3 separate regions of the Mus musculus genome follow, and regions 2 and 3 are each linked to region 1. A link is a contact called in public Hi-C and promoter capture Hi-C data. All regions are on one chromosome and are shown on one strand. Each heading gives the region's core, a stretch centred on a gene start, on an enhancer-like site or on the middle of the called end of the contact. The rest is flanking DNA. Distances are from core to core; before and after follow the strand shown. Region 1 holds the start of Srsf2 (serine and arginine-rich splicing factor 2). Region 2 holds the start of Cbx4 (chromobox 4). Region 3 holds the start of Cbx8 (chromobox 8).

Region 1 (4,284 bases), core at 1,211-3,710:
ATTAGGTTACCAATCTGTTTAATTTCAAACAAAAAAGTCAGCACTATAAACAAAAATGAAATTTTACCTCAAATATCCAATCCAATAATGAAATCTGAAGTCGCTCACCTCACTAAATTACAAGAAATTTGAATAACAGCAACAAAATGGCACATAAAATGAAGTTTGCCACCTGAGGCAGATTAAAACAAGTAAAAAGTTAGACAAATGTTACAAAATAACCTTTTTAATAGCCAGTTGCTTGTTCCAAGGACTCTTCCATGGACCGATGGACTGAGTTTGTGGTCCTTTCCCCCAATGTCCTCTGTTAAGCCGCTTGCCGATTCATCTAGGTTTGAAAAGAAAGAGGTTCAGCTTACTTTCCACTACTAAAAAGGTTCCAAAGTGCACATGGTTTCATTATCAGGCATGTACTTACTAAGGCTCTGGTGAAACAAGTAGGTTACAGAAGGTTCCACCTGGCCATTATCAGTTTTTTTAAAGGCCCAAATGGGAGTTTTTCCAAAGGGTACCACCAGCATGTTCGGATATATGTGATTCTTGGCCAAATAACCAAGACCAAAAAAAAAAAAAAAAAAAAAAAAAAAAGAAAGAAAGAAAAAAGGGGGAAAAAAAAGGAGGCAAGGGAGGGTTAAAAGAAAAAAAAGGTAGGGGGGCAGGGTGGGGCTGTTTCCAAACAAAAACTTGCTATCAGAAATTAGTCTACACTTTGTAAGATGTTTGAAAATGAAACGTTTGGCAGTTGAGGATGTTCTTAATCAGCTACTTAGGGCCCTTTCCTTTAAAAAGAAAAATAGGACCAAACAATTTAGAGTTAAAGACACACTATCCTTTCCCCACCCGGTGCGGATCAATACCTGTAACTTTCTTTTGGGGTTCCAAAAGTTCATTGCTTCTTAATTGCAATTCCTTTGCCACATCCATTAGAGTAAGAAGTCCCAGTCAGCACAACAACAGTTGCACTGAATGTTTTTCTCTATGAGGATAGTGCATCTTTAACATTTAAAGACAAACCTGCTCCAATACACGCCCACAGAAACTGGTCCCTGGAGGATCAGCCAAATCAGTTAAAATCTGCAATACTGGCCAATATTCTTTGATAAAACAGGAGACCGCAGCTTTAAAGGGGGAAAATGCAGACGTTGGATAAAAACAGCAAGAAATAGTCATTTTCATTAATAGGTCTCAAACAGCATGAAACAGCCATTACTATCTAAGCTTTACACAATCCTCTCTGCAGACCCCTCTTCAGCATCACTCCCAAAGCTGAGTAACTTCAGAGCAGTAGTACTCTTAACACCAGGAGTCTTTATGCTAACAAGGCTCAAAAAACCTACTCCATACCCCACGGGAGTTAGGGCGTGTCTCAGATTCCCGCAGACATTACCATTTTCTTAGGAAGAAACTGCTCCCTCTTCTTCTGGAGACTTGGGTGGGCTCTTGGACCGCGACCTAGACTTGGACTCTCGCTTCGACACGGGCGGAGGGCTTCTCGATCGCGACCTGGACCTTGACCTCGAGCGGGATCTGGAGACGGAGGAGGACTTGGACTTGGATCTTCGGGCAGATCTGGACTTGGAGGTTGATCTGGAGCGCGAGCGAGTGCGGGACCGAGACTTGGAGCGGCTGTAGCGGGAGCGGCTTCGCGACCTGGACCGACTCCGGCTTCGAGATCGGCTGCGCCGGCGTCGCCGAGGGCTGCGAGTGGGACGTGAACGAAGCGACAGGGTGAGCTTGCAGGCCGCCGGTCCCGCCCCGCCCGCCCCGCCGCCATTATCTGGCTGCCAGGCGCCATTTCCCTTGCCGCGAGGCGGGGTCTCGCACGGAGTGGCCCGGCCCTGCTGCCACCCCGGCCGCGAGGGAGGGGCTGGCTCCACGTGCTCCGCGTACCTTTGTGCCCGTCCGCCTCCCGCTCCGCCCCGGGCCCCGCTCACCTGCGGCTCCGCCGCCCGTAGCCGCCGCCGCCGTACCGACGGGGTGGCGGGCCCCGGCGGCTGTGGTGCGAGTCGGGCGGGCGGCCGTAGCGCGCCATCTGCACCCGCAGCTCGCGGCCGTCGAGCACCGCCCCGTCCATGGCGTCCATGGCGTCTTCGGCGTCGCGCTTGTCGTGGAACCGGACGAAGGCGAAGCCCCGGGACTCCTTGGTGTAGCGGTCCCGCGGAATGTACACGTCGCCGACGCGCCCGTATTTCTCGAAGACGCGCCTCAGGGTGTCGGGCGAGGTGCGGTAGGTCAGGTTGTCCACCTTGAGGGAGGTCATGCCCTCCACATCGGGAGGCGGGCGGCCGTAGCTCATGGCTGCGAAGCGGCGCCGAGACCCTAACGCCCCGGACAGGCCCTCGCTCTCCGGAAACGCAGCTCCGTCAGGCGCTCGGTAGCTACAGTCCTCGTGGGTAGGGAGGGAGCCGCAAGGCCGCCGCAGAGCACCCGAACCTGACGGACGCCTGAGCAGCAACTAAGCGAGCGGGCGGGCCCCAGCGCGCATTTATACCCACCCTTACAAAATGGCGCCCGCGCCACCCGGAAATGAATCTCCTGATTGGCCCATTCGGCCGTGTTGCGTAACGTCGCCGCCGCGCGCCCCGCCCCTCCCAGGTGCGCCTGCGCACCGCGCGGCGGGCGGGCGGAAAGCGCGCAGTCACTGCGGTGGGGCGGGGGAGCAGCCAGAGAAGGCAGTTAGAAAGCCCGCCAAATGCTCTACCGTGGGTGCGTCCGCGAGAGCGCGGGGAAGGGGAAGAACGAGGCTCTATGGAGGGAGAAAGAGGAAGCGCGCCCCACCAGAGCCCCGCCCCTTCCCCACGCCAATGCCCGGGCTCCACGCGCCGTTCCGCCCAGCCTTCAGTCCCGCCTGTCAGAGCCGGTTCTTGCGCTCTCTTTTGCCTCTCTGTGTCCCGGGGCCACCTCACGTTCCCCTCTCCCGCCGCTCCTGACTGAGGCTCGCTGCCTTGGTTTCACTTCTCGGGGCCTTTGCTCTCTACGAAGGGACGGGTAGTGTAGACCTAAAGTACGCGCTAGCCACAGCGTGCGGCCGTACCCTCCCCTCCCCCCACGGGGCGCCGGGACTACATTTCCCGGCGGGCGCTGCGACCAGACTCTGGTCAGCTGACCGGTCTCGTGATCTGCTGTGAGTCAGGCCGGGAGGGCGGGCCCCAGCAGCTGCTACTGCTCGTCCTTGCCCCGGATCCCGTTCCCTGCAACTGGAGTTGCGGCGGGTAGACCCCGGGTCTCCTCTGCACTCGGTCGCGTCCCCGGAGGGTCCCGACTGTACCGGTGGGGAGAGATTTCCCTTAAACCCACGATTCCCATCCCAAGATTGGAAATCGGCAGTCTGGCTTCGTGGTTCTCTCATCTGGTTTCTTCCCTCAGGGCTGTCAGGGGGTTCGACTGGAGGAGAAGAGGTGACTGTCCTGGGCCGCTGCTGGCCTCTGAGCAAGCGGAGCCAAAATGTCCCCGGAGTCTAAAAAGCTTTTCAACATCGTTATTTTAGGAGTTGCCTTTATGTTTATGTTCACCGCCTTTCAGACTTGTGGAAATGTGGCGGTGAGTTGGAATCTGTACTCCTTCCTTTGAATGCCCGTCTGAATGCATTCCAGCTGTGACAATAAACGTTTATGTCCGCTACCACGCCAAGATTGCACCTCCTGTTTTTCAGCCTACCCTTTCTCGTTTTCTTAATTTTGTGTATCAGATATTTCGCGTTTACGTGGTGTTAAACACTTTCGTTTAATACTCAGATGCGGCTTGCAATTTGAGTATGGACCATAGTTACTTTAATTTTTGTGAATGTTAAACTCTGTATTTAGTGCTTGGGTGGCTTGTGGGTACAGTTGATTATCTGTTTCCCCATCTCGAGTATATCTTCTGCGGCAATTGAGTCGGTTTTTTTCTCCTCTCATGGTGGGCTTGGGTGAGAGGTGTGGATCATAACATTTTTTTTGAGTATTTAGACTTTCCTGCGGGGAGGGAGATGGCAAGACATTTTTGTTGATTAGTTTTATCTTCCACACAGCAAACTGTCATCAGGAGCTTAAATAGCACAGATTTTCATGGCAGTGGATATACCAGGTATTGTACTGTGTGCATGACTTTATTTTGCATGTCATAGTTCCATCCATCTCAGGAAAACCAGCAATAACATGTTGTAACTGAAGAGTAGCCATGATTGTGTCAAATCTGTCTCTCTTTTTCTGAGGTTTGAGCCACCCAGGTAGATCAGTAGATACAGACCCATACCTCCCAGAGTACGTGGATTAATCCTCAGAACCTACGTGGTGGAAGAAGAGA
Region 2 (4,284 bases), core at 907-3,406, 2.2 Mb after region 1:
CCTTGTCAACTTTTATCCGGTTGCCAAAAGGTTAAGTTCAGTTCCATGACGTTCGGGGCGGTTTCACAATGCCAGCTCCTTCAGAGCTGCCCCGCGAGGTGCCCGTGCCAAGCCAGCAGTGGCTGCAGAAAGCAACACCTAGGCTCTGGGGGTGGGGCTCCAAGGTTGCCAAGGGAGGGGGTCACGGAAATTCAGGTACAGTATTCCTAGGCAGATCCAGGGTCATCCCCACGTAGTCTTCCAGCAGTTTCCCAAAACACAAGCCTACCTTCCCCAGCCCTACCCTGCCCCCACTCCCAAGCTGCAGCAACCGCCAAGGACGTTGGTTAGAGAAGCCCAGGCCGCAGCCTTGCCCATCCGGATTTGTTGGGGGTGGGGCTCCTGCCTGCCCCCTCCCACCCCTTCCCCTTTTCCCACTGCTGCAAGCAGTCATCCATCCCCTATGGCCCACCTATGTATGGCCAGGGCAGCAGGCTGCTCACCTGTTCTGGAAGGCGATCAGCAGCCGGGGATCCAAGATGTTCTCCTCTGGTTCCCACGTGTTATATCTTGCAAGTGAAAAAGGAACGGGGCGGGGAGGGGGGGCAGAGTGTAAGAAAAAAAAAAGGCCAGGTTGGGAATGACATAAGGCCCTATGTGGCTTCCTGAATCAAAGGCTATGGATGTGGAGGGTAGACAGTAGGTTTCTTAAGGCTTAACATGGCCCTTGATTACCCCCCAAGTTAAAATACACACACAAGGGCAGGAGGAAAGGAGGGGGTGAAGAAAACGAAACTAGCAGTTTATTTTGCAGTCGTCAAGAATTTTAAGCATGTTACTGTGACGTGTTCCAAGGCCACTTTCCTCTCCAGAAACCCTCCGTGCAAAGCAGCCCAAAAGCAAAGTCGCAGTCCCCCTCCCTATCCCCAGCCCAAGTCTCCAGTAGGGCTTCAGCTGGTCTGCATTGGACCCCTAATCCGGTAACTCACAGCTCAGCGCCCCCCTCAAGGCCCAGGAGACCGCTGTCACTGGCAAGCAAACCCCAAATACTCAGCAGTACAAAAATATGCCTCTCTTTCCCTCTCCCTCTCCCTCTCCGAGTGTGTGTGTGTGTGTGTGTGTGTGTGTGTGTGTGCCTGCGCCTGTCTCCATCCGGTGCCTTCGCATTTCAAATTAAAAAAAAAATTCCCCATCGAAAGAGCTGCAGTGACAGTTCCCAACATTTTCTGTCTTTTTTCTTCCCTACCCTGCACCACCAGGAGGGAGGACGCATACAATTGCATTTTCGTCGCTTTTAAAAAAAATTTTTTTTTTTTTTTTTGGTTTTGCAATATGGAGCCGTTCGGTGGAGGGAAAGGGGAAAGGAGCCATTTTCTGCTGCACATCAGTCAGTGCCTGCGCCCTCCCTCCCTCCGCCGGCCTCCCGGGCTCGGCCCCGCGTCTCTCCAGCTCCTCCGGCTCCTTTTAGCGCATAAATTAGTGATGGCATTTCCCGGAGAGCGGAGCACAACACAGGGCGCCCGGCTCGGGCTCGGCTGCTCCGCTTCCCAGTGCCTGCCACCGACTTCCCCACCCCCTCCTCTCTCCACCCCACCTCCACCCCGCCTCCCGTCCGCTCCCCCACCACCCCACCAGCTCCACGGGTCTGCTGGCCAGGGCGCTTGGTGCCGAGGCACCCGGCCCCCGCCGCCACTTACTTGGGGGACCAGCCTCTCCATTTCACCAGATACTCCACTCTGCCCTGTAGGGGGGGAAGAGACAGCACTCCATCAGCTTCCGCGGGATCCCCGGCTCCGGCCCGCAGCCTCCCCACCCCCTCCGCGCCTCTCGCTCGCTGCTCCCGCCGCCGCTCCCGCGCCTCGGCGCCGCCACCCGCGCGCCACCCCTACCTTGCGTATCCGCTTCTTTTCGATGCTCTCCACCGCGAAGACGTGCTCGCCAACAGCTGGCAGCTCCATGGCCGAACCCGAGCGCTCAGGGGCGCAAGCGGCCGGCGCGGCTGCAGACACAGCTAGCTCCCGCCGGCGCCCCGATACGATCCTGCGCGTGGACCTCGCCACGCGCCCGGCCCCCGCCGCCGCCACTCGCCCCTCAACAGCCTGGCCGCCGCCGCCGCCGCCGCTGCCTGCACCCGCCGGCTCTCAGCTCGCGCTCGCTCGCTCGCTCGCTCGCTCAGACAACTGAGCCCGGGCCGCCGCGGCACGAGAACTCATGCAAATCCCGGACGTCAGCGGGCGGGGCCTCGCAGGGCCCAGCTCGGCGTCAGGAGGCGGGACGCGCCTCGGATTGGCGCAGCCCGGCCTACCCGAGGCCCCCGGTCTGGGCAGCAGGGAAGGAGGAGGGCGCGGGAGGAGGCTGGGGAGGAGGAGGGCGCGGGGAGGTGCAGGGGAGGGATCTGAGAGCCGGGAAAGTGAGCTGGGGCCGCGGAATAGAGGTGTCTCTGCCTAGGCGGCCAGGGTGGGCACCTCGACCGGGCCCACTCTGATCCGCAGCCGGACACTTGGGACTCTCCCGTCCCCACCCTCGGCCTCTGTTTCTGCTTGTGCAAGGCCCGGGGATCCCTGCTGGGGGCCACGGAAGCACCCGCTGCACTTTACAGTTGCTCCCAACTACATCTGTCCAGCAGAGCTCTGGAAGCACAGGGGACTTTCCGGCAGGGGGCGGAATGGAGGCGGGGGCAGTTCAGGACCCCACCCTCGGTGCCCACCGCCCCGCCCCGCCAGTCTCTGGGCATTTAGGCCGCGAGGTGGGGAGAGAAAGAGCCAGAAGACTGAGGACTTGGACAAGTGGAGGAGCACGGAGAGGCGAAGACAGGGACAAAGAAACAGCTGGCCACGGGGCATTTAGCACTCAAGAACCTCAGCAGAAAGGGGCTCTGAATCCGATGCCACCCAAGATTCTGAACGGCTTCTAATTTACACTTGGTTCACTCATTCGCGGGGAAGGGGCAGTTTCTAAGCAAGGCCTCTTGCTTAGTCTGAGATGCTGGGAGAAGAGAGAGAGAGAGAGAGAGAGAGCGAGAGAGAGAGAGGGGGAGAGAGAGAGAGAGAGAGAGAGAGAGAGAGAGAGAGAGAGAGAGAATGAATATGGGGGTGAATGAGTCTGGGGGGTCCAAGGGGACTTCGTGGGGCTTCATGGAAGAGCCTCAAAAGTAAGAGTGGGGAGGACCAAGTAGATGTTGAGGCGGAGGGTTGGTGGATGAGTGGACTGCGAGAAGGGGAGGGGAAATGGCCAAGGAGCCACAGTGTCTTCCTGAATTCCCGTCCTCTGGTCTCTGACAGCCAAGCCCTGCTGACGCGGCCTTTGGAGCCCTGGAGTGTGAAGTTTAGCACCTCGGAGCCGGCCAGCCCCGCACGTTCAGGGGTATTCAGCGCCAGCGTCCGGCTGGGGGAGCTGCTGCGCCAGACGCGGCCTTCCGAGGGCGCCACAGTGGGCCTGGGAGATCCGTGGGGTCGCAGTGGGTAGACTTGACAGAGAACATGCCATTCTAAGTGGGAGGGTAAGGGTGTGCCTTGCCTGTGGTGCGTCCGGGGCCCCAGCTCAGGGCTCCTGAAGAACGTGGAGCAGGAAGCTTGCGCAATCCCTTGGCTGAGCGTCCACAGAGACAGAAAAAGCGCAAAAGAGGAGAGTGGGTCGACGGAGGGGGAGGGCAAGGAGACGTCCGAGTCTCTGTCCCTGCTTTTATTGCGTCTCAGGGTGCCTGGTGAGGACTATGTTGTGATGACTTGCGAAGGGCCAGGTGCAGAAGTGAACCCCCAAAAGCCTGCCAGGGCTTGTGTTTTCCCAGGCATCCAGTAAAAGTCTTCAGACGGTTAGTTTGATGTTGCACACACACGCTGACTCCACGCACCTCCACTTTGCAACACTGTGGCTTCCGCTGTTGCTTAGCGGCAGCTCTCTCAGAATTTACTCCTTAGAGTGTTGAGGTGGAAGGGGTCCTCTTCTGGAGACAAGAGAGTACTCAGTGTGCAACGGCTGGTCTCTGACTATCATAAGGCCCAAATCTAAGAGTCTCCAAGGAGGGGAGAATCGCAAGATGGGATGTGGGTGACTACCGTCACCCCAACTCTTGGGGCTGGAGGGGCACTAGAAAAGGGCCACCCCTACTATATTTGGATGTTTTATACACACACACACACACACACACACACACACACACACACACAAACACGGTGCCTAACTGTACTCAAGTTGAGAAACTGTTGTGGGACAGTTCAGTCAAAAAAAGAAGGGTCCTGTAGGTCATGAGGTGACGATCTGCCGTCCAACAGCACCCATTCACCCTCAGCCGCTCAGGTCATCCGG
Region 3 (4,284 bases), core at 1,298-3,797, 2.2 Mb after region 1:
CTATCTCCCCTACCAAACCACAGTCTCTCTCTCTTTCTCTCTCTCTCTCTCCTCGTTTAAATAAAAGAACTTCAAGAGTTGAAATATATATATTTAGATATTTTTCTCTTAAATAACATATTTACATCTAATAGAAAATAGAACTCTAGAGATAATTTTCCAGCCAGAACTGAGGACGGAGGAATGAAAGGGAAGAGGGGTGTGAAGAAGGACAGGACCAGCCAGAGGCCACAGTCACCCAGAAATAAAAAGCACTAAGCCATTTGAGCTCACTCTCCCCTGCACTGGTCCTGGGCTCCCACCCCGGCAATTCATCTTTTTTCCTTAAAGAATCCTTGGTCCGTGTTGCTCTCCTTAATGGTGACGGTCAAAAAGTTTGAGGTCACATCTGTAACGACCACTTTCTCCAGGTTAGTCAGAGAGGGGCTCCAGGACTCTTCCTCTGGGTCCCCCAGGATCCTGGCCACTGGGATCCTGGCGATGAGGGAGGGCCTTCCCCCTTGCGCCCCCATGTCCCGATACAGGCTTCCCACTGAGGCTGGGGTGCCTGAACTATGTCGAACCCTGGCACCACCAGGGTCCAGGGCACCTTGGCCTTTGGCCTCCAGGAAAGCAGCCCTGTGCTTTATTACCCTGGCTGGAAAGGTGTCCACAGCCAACTTGCTCGAGGCCTCTGCTGAGCTAGGACTGGTCACACCATATTGCACCAGGTCTGAGTCCTGCCTTCGAGCAAGCTGGATCACACTGTGGCCAGCTGGGAACTTTCCTGTCCCAGAAGAGGTCTCATCCAGCTTCCTGCCTTTCAGGTACTCTCCAAGGCCGGCACTGGGCTCTCCCAAAGGTCTCTGTGAAGGGTCCAGGGGCTCCTTCCTGGGTTTCGGTCCTCGTTTCTTGGAGCTGTCCCCCGGTGAGCTGGGCTTGTCGTCTACACGGCTGGTACCCCTGTCCCTCTCTCGGTCCCGGTCCCGAGGTGGGTCTGCCCTGCAGGTACTGGTGCTGCTCCCTGGTGGGGGTAGCCCCGTGTTCCGCAGGCCCTCTCGGGCCCTGGAAGTAGACGCCAAATCCTGGGGTGAGCGGCCTGGGTAAGGGATCCGGATGCCTCTGGTAGAGTCACTTCTGAATTCATAGGTTTTGGCCTTTGCCTTGGCCTGGGCCTGCAGAAGGAAGTTGTTGTGAGGAGAAAAAAGCCCCGCCCCCGCCCACCCCACCCCCCCACGACCTCTAGCCTTGACTGCCCAACTTTCCCTGGATGCCTGGGAAATTCTAATTGAGTGGGGAGGTGGGCTCTTAGTAATAGTCTGGGGGAGGGGAATGAGGGTTTGTCTGGAAGAAGCCATTTGCAACCAACAGACTCCTTGTGTAACAGAGGTCTACTTGGGATGGCTGGAGGGGGGGTGGGAATGAAGGCCTTCTGGTGCAGCTAAGTCCTGCCTCTAGAACTCCGTGATGGGGCCTCTGACAGAAGTCCAGATTACAAATACACACAAGGCAAGGGCACCCATTGATTTACAAGCCCTGCAGATCCTCCCTGAACGGCACACTCCACCTCTGGAGATCGCAACATACCTTGAGAAGGAAGGTTTTAGGCTTGGGTCCTCGCTTTTTGGGGCCATAGAGCTCCATCTCCCGTTCCCTAAAGAAAGAAAAGAGAGAGAAGGGGGTGTGTCCTGGCTGCACCGAAGTCAGCGTGTATGGGTTCTAGTGAGTGGCTAGGCTAAGGGTCTGTACCTTTCCTCAAAGGCTGCAAGGAGGCGAGCATCCAGAATATTTTCTTCGGGCTCCCACGTGCTGTACCTAAAGGAAACCAGGAAGAATGGAGCATCAGTCCCTGGAGCAGGAGAGAGAGGACAGAGTGGAGGGCGTGTATGTGTGTGCAACTTTTCCGGCTGCCTTGTGTTGTATTTCAATGTGAAGGGGAAAAGAGGAAGAAAGAACCCTCCTCGATATCAGTGTGGGGTAGCGATTGCATATAACCTACTTACTTCTGCGACCAGCCCTTCCATTTCACGAGATATTCCATGCGTCCCTGCAGATGCAAAAGGGAAAATGCTTGTGTATGTGTGTGCGTGGGGAGAAATGCATGACGAGGACACAAGAAATACACACGAAAATGCATGCACCAAATGAATGCTCCAAACACTACCGCCAAAGGAACCAGTCCACTGCAGCACCCCTGCAGAAACGCTGCACAAAGTGCATGCACCGGCATTCATCCCCCACCCCACCCCCCATCCATGCAATCTGTGCAGGGCTGCAAGTCTAAGGAGAGCGCTGGGGCTGAGCCGCCGCCGCCGCCGCCACGGCCGCGGCCGCTGCTGGGACCTGGGGGAAGGGAGGCTGGGCTGCAGCAAGGGGAGGGAGCCTGGGCCCTGGTGAGGGAGAGTTCGCGTCGCCGCCCGCCTTCCCCTTCACCTACTTTGCGAATGCGCCGCTTCAGGAGGGCTTCGGCCGCGAACACCCGCTCCCCCACCGCCGAGAGCTCCATGTTGACTCGCCGCTTCCCCCCTCAGCCGCTTCCAGGAGCAGAAAAGCAGCAGCCAGCCCTCGACAGCCCATAATACTCTCCCGCTGACGTCAGTTCTCCTCCCTCCCCCGCGCACTCTCCCTCCCTCCACCCCCTCCCAGCGCTTCCTCCCGCCCCACGTGTTGCTAACGACGTTGCTAAAGCCAAGCGTCCTGGGCCCGTTCTGCGGGCGCTGATTGGACTAGCGCCCGGCCACGCCCCTCTCCCCGTCTCCCCTGCGTTGCTACGTGACCCGCGTTCCAATAGCCAGGAGGCGGGGTCTCTGTCCACTCCAGAGACCCAGAGGGAGGGGGAGCGAGCCGTCAGCGGAAGTGACGCCAAGCGGGGCGGGCCCGGCTGCTGTCAGTCTGCACGGCTGGACAGGGGGGCCGCTGCCCTAGGCTCCCGCCCCTGGCCCCCCTGCCTGATTGCCCAGCGTTTCCCCGGGTGCGTGGCTTGCCCCGCCGAGCTATTAGGGCTCCCTGCGTAGGTGCCAGCCAGGCGCTGCCCCTCTGCAGACCCAGGCCCTCCCCACCTGCCCATGCCCTAGCTGGCGCCATCCTGGTCGCCAGCCGCCGTTGATGCACAATGCACAGGTGCTGGGGCGCATCGAGCCGCGCCCGAACCCCCGGACCTACGTCGCTTGCGCCGAACCTACTAATTCCCTGACCCCTCCCTTGCGGCCGCGCACCCTGGGTCTCCATGGCAACGCCCCCTCCTCCCTTCTTCACCAGTCCCATCCAGCTAACAAATCAATGAGCCTGCTCTTGGTCTCCAGTCGCATAGCGCTGCCCGCGTCCACCCTCCGGGTCCTGCGAGCTGGCGTGGGCGCTTCTCCGGGCTCAGAAGCCCAAAGCAGACTGGCACAAGCCAGTGTTTACCGCCTGAATCCATCCTGAAGCGAGACCCTGCAGGAGGGGTCGCGAGCCTCCTCTTCCCACCCTCATTGTCCCCAAGTCTCAGCTGCCCTGCCCCAGCCTCTATTCCTGACCCAGCCTGCAGTTTCCGTCCAATCCACTCCTCAGTCCTGAGAGAAGTCAACCCTGACCACATCTGTCCCGGCCTGGGTGGGTTTAAGGAGCCTATGACCATCGAGGCAGAGCCTAGAGCCTGGCTAGCTCTGGAGGCGCCGCGGCTCTGCTCCAGACCTGGGTGCAGAGCTAGTGCACTTTCTGTCTCGGGCTCTTCTAGACGACGTAAGCGTAAGCGGGGGATTCCCGACAAACATCAGTATGGACTTTGAGGGGTGTGGCGGTATCTAGTGCGGCCTGGAAGAGACACCCCCACCCCCACCCCCGACGCGAAGATGGCAAGTCCCAGGTAGGGGACGAGGGTCGCGCAGAGATGCCTCAGTCCCTTTTACACACCTGAGTACACTCAATGACCTTTTGCTCCTAGGCTCTCTTTCCTCCCCTCGTGGTAACCCCTGTTGAGGCGCGGGGGGGGGGGGGGTTCAACAGCAGCTATCCCCACATTGCCCTTTTACTACCCAAGCTCCAGATCACAGAGCCCGACCTCGGAACACACAATTTATTTAAATCGCGATATCAACTTGGCTGAAAAAAGTTTCCCTTGGCCAAGAAGAGGCTGGGAAAAGGGGAGAGAGAAAAAGAAAAAACGACGAAGCCCGGAAAACAGCGAGCTAAGGAGTCTGTTTCGAAAGGCAGGAAGCCCAGAGCGCAAAGCTGGCCTCGGGTCCAAGGCGCTACACACTGCACGCGCCAGTGCTGGCCTTGGGGCTAGCTCCGAGTTGGGCCCGCTGCGCCGGTACTCCCCAGGCC

What was found. Promoter capture Hi-C pulls out the DNA fragments that hold promoters and counts their contacts. Hi-C and Micro-C count contacts between places; a contact is called where the count stands out from the background.
Region 2: a Hi-C map of B cells shows a contact between it and region 1, with 6 read pairs. The contact joins the promoter of Cbx4 here to the promoter of Srsf2 in region 1. A contact is called at or near these places in 2 of 39 promoter capture datasets (liver and pre-B cells), 1 of 484 Hi-C or Micro-C datasets (B cells) and 1 of 115 datasets of contacts at active chromatin or transcription factors (astrocytes).
Region 3: a contact with region 1 is called in a promoter capture Hi-C map of pre-B cells, with 3 times the contacts expected there. The contact joins the promoter of Cbx8 here to the promoter of Srsf2 in region 1. A contact is called at or near these places in 3 of 39 promoter capture datasets (embryonic stem cells, liver and pre-B cells).

The regions. Positions count from the first base shown.
Region 1 is chr11:116,850,634-116,854,917 of GRCm38.p6, forward strand. It overlaps Srsf2 (serine and arginine-rich splicing factor 2), which reads right to left and starts at 2,461. Exons shown (of 3, transcript NM_011358.2): 1 at 1,935-2,461; 2 at 1,388-1,698; 3 at 1-328. The coding sequence starts at 2,296. The coding sequence ends at 1,395. Mfsd11 (major facilitator superfamily domain containing 11) reads left to right here and starts at 3,367. Exons shown (of 13, transcript NM_178620.4): 1 at 3,367-3,540; 2 at 4,010-4,065. The coding sequence starts at 3,445.
Region 2 is chr11:119,084,081-119,088,364 of GRCm38.p6, forward strand. It overlaps Cbx4 (chromobox 4), which reads right to left and starts at 2,157. Exons shown (of 5, transcript NM_007625.2): 1 at 1,869-2,157; 2 at 1,677-1,720; 3 at 483-548. The coding sequence starts at 1,937.
Region 3 is chr11:119,038,366-119,042,649 of GRCm38.p6, forward strand. Cbx8 (chromobox 8) reads right to left here and starts at 2,548. Exons shown (of 5, transcript NM_013926.1): 1 at 2,417-2,548; 2 at 1,983-2,026; 3 at 1,729-1,794; 4 at 1,567-1,633; 5 at 71-1,154. The coding sequence starts at 2,485. The coding sequence ends at 312.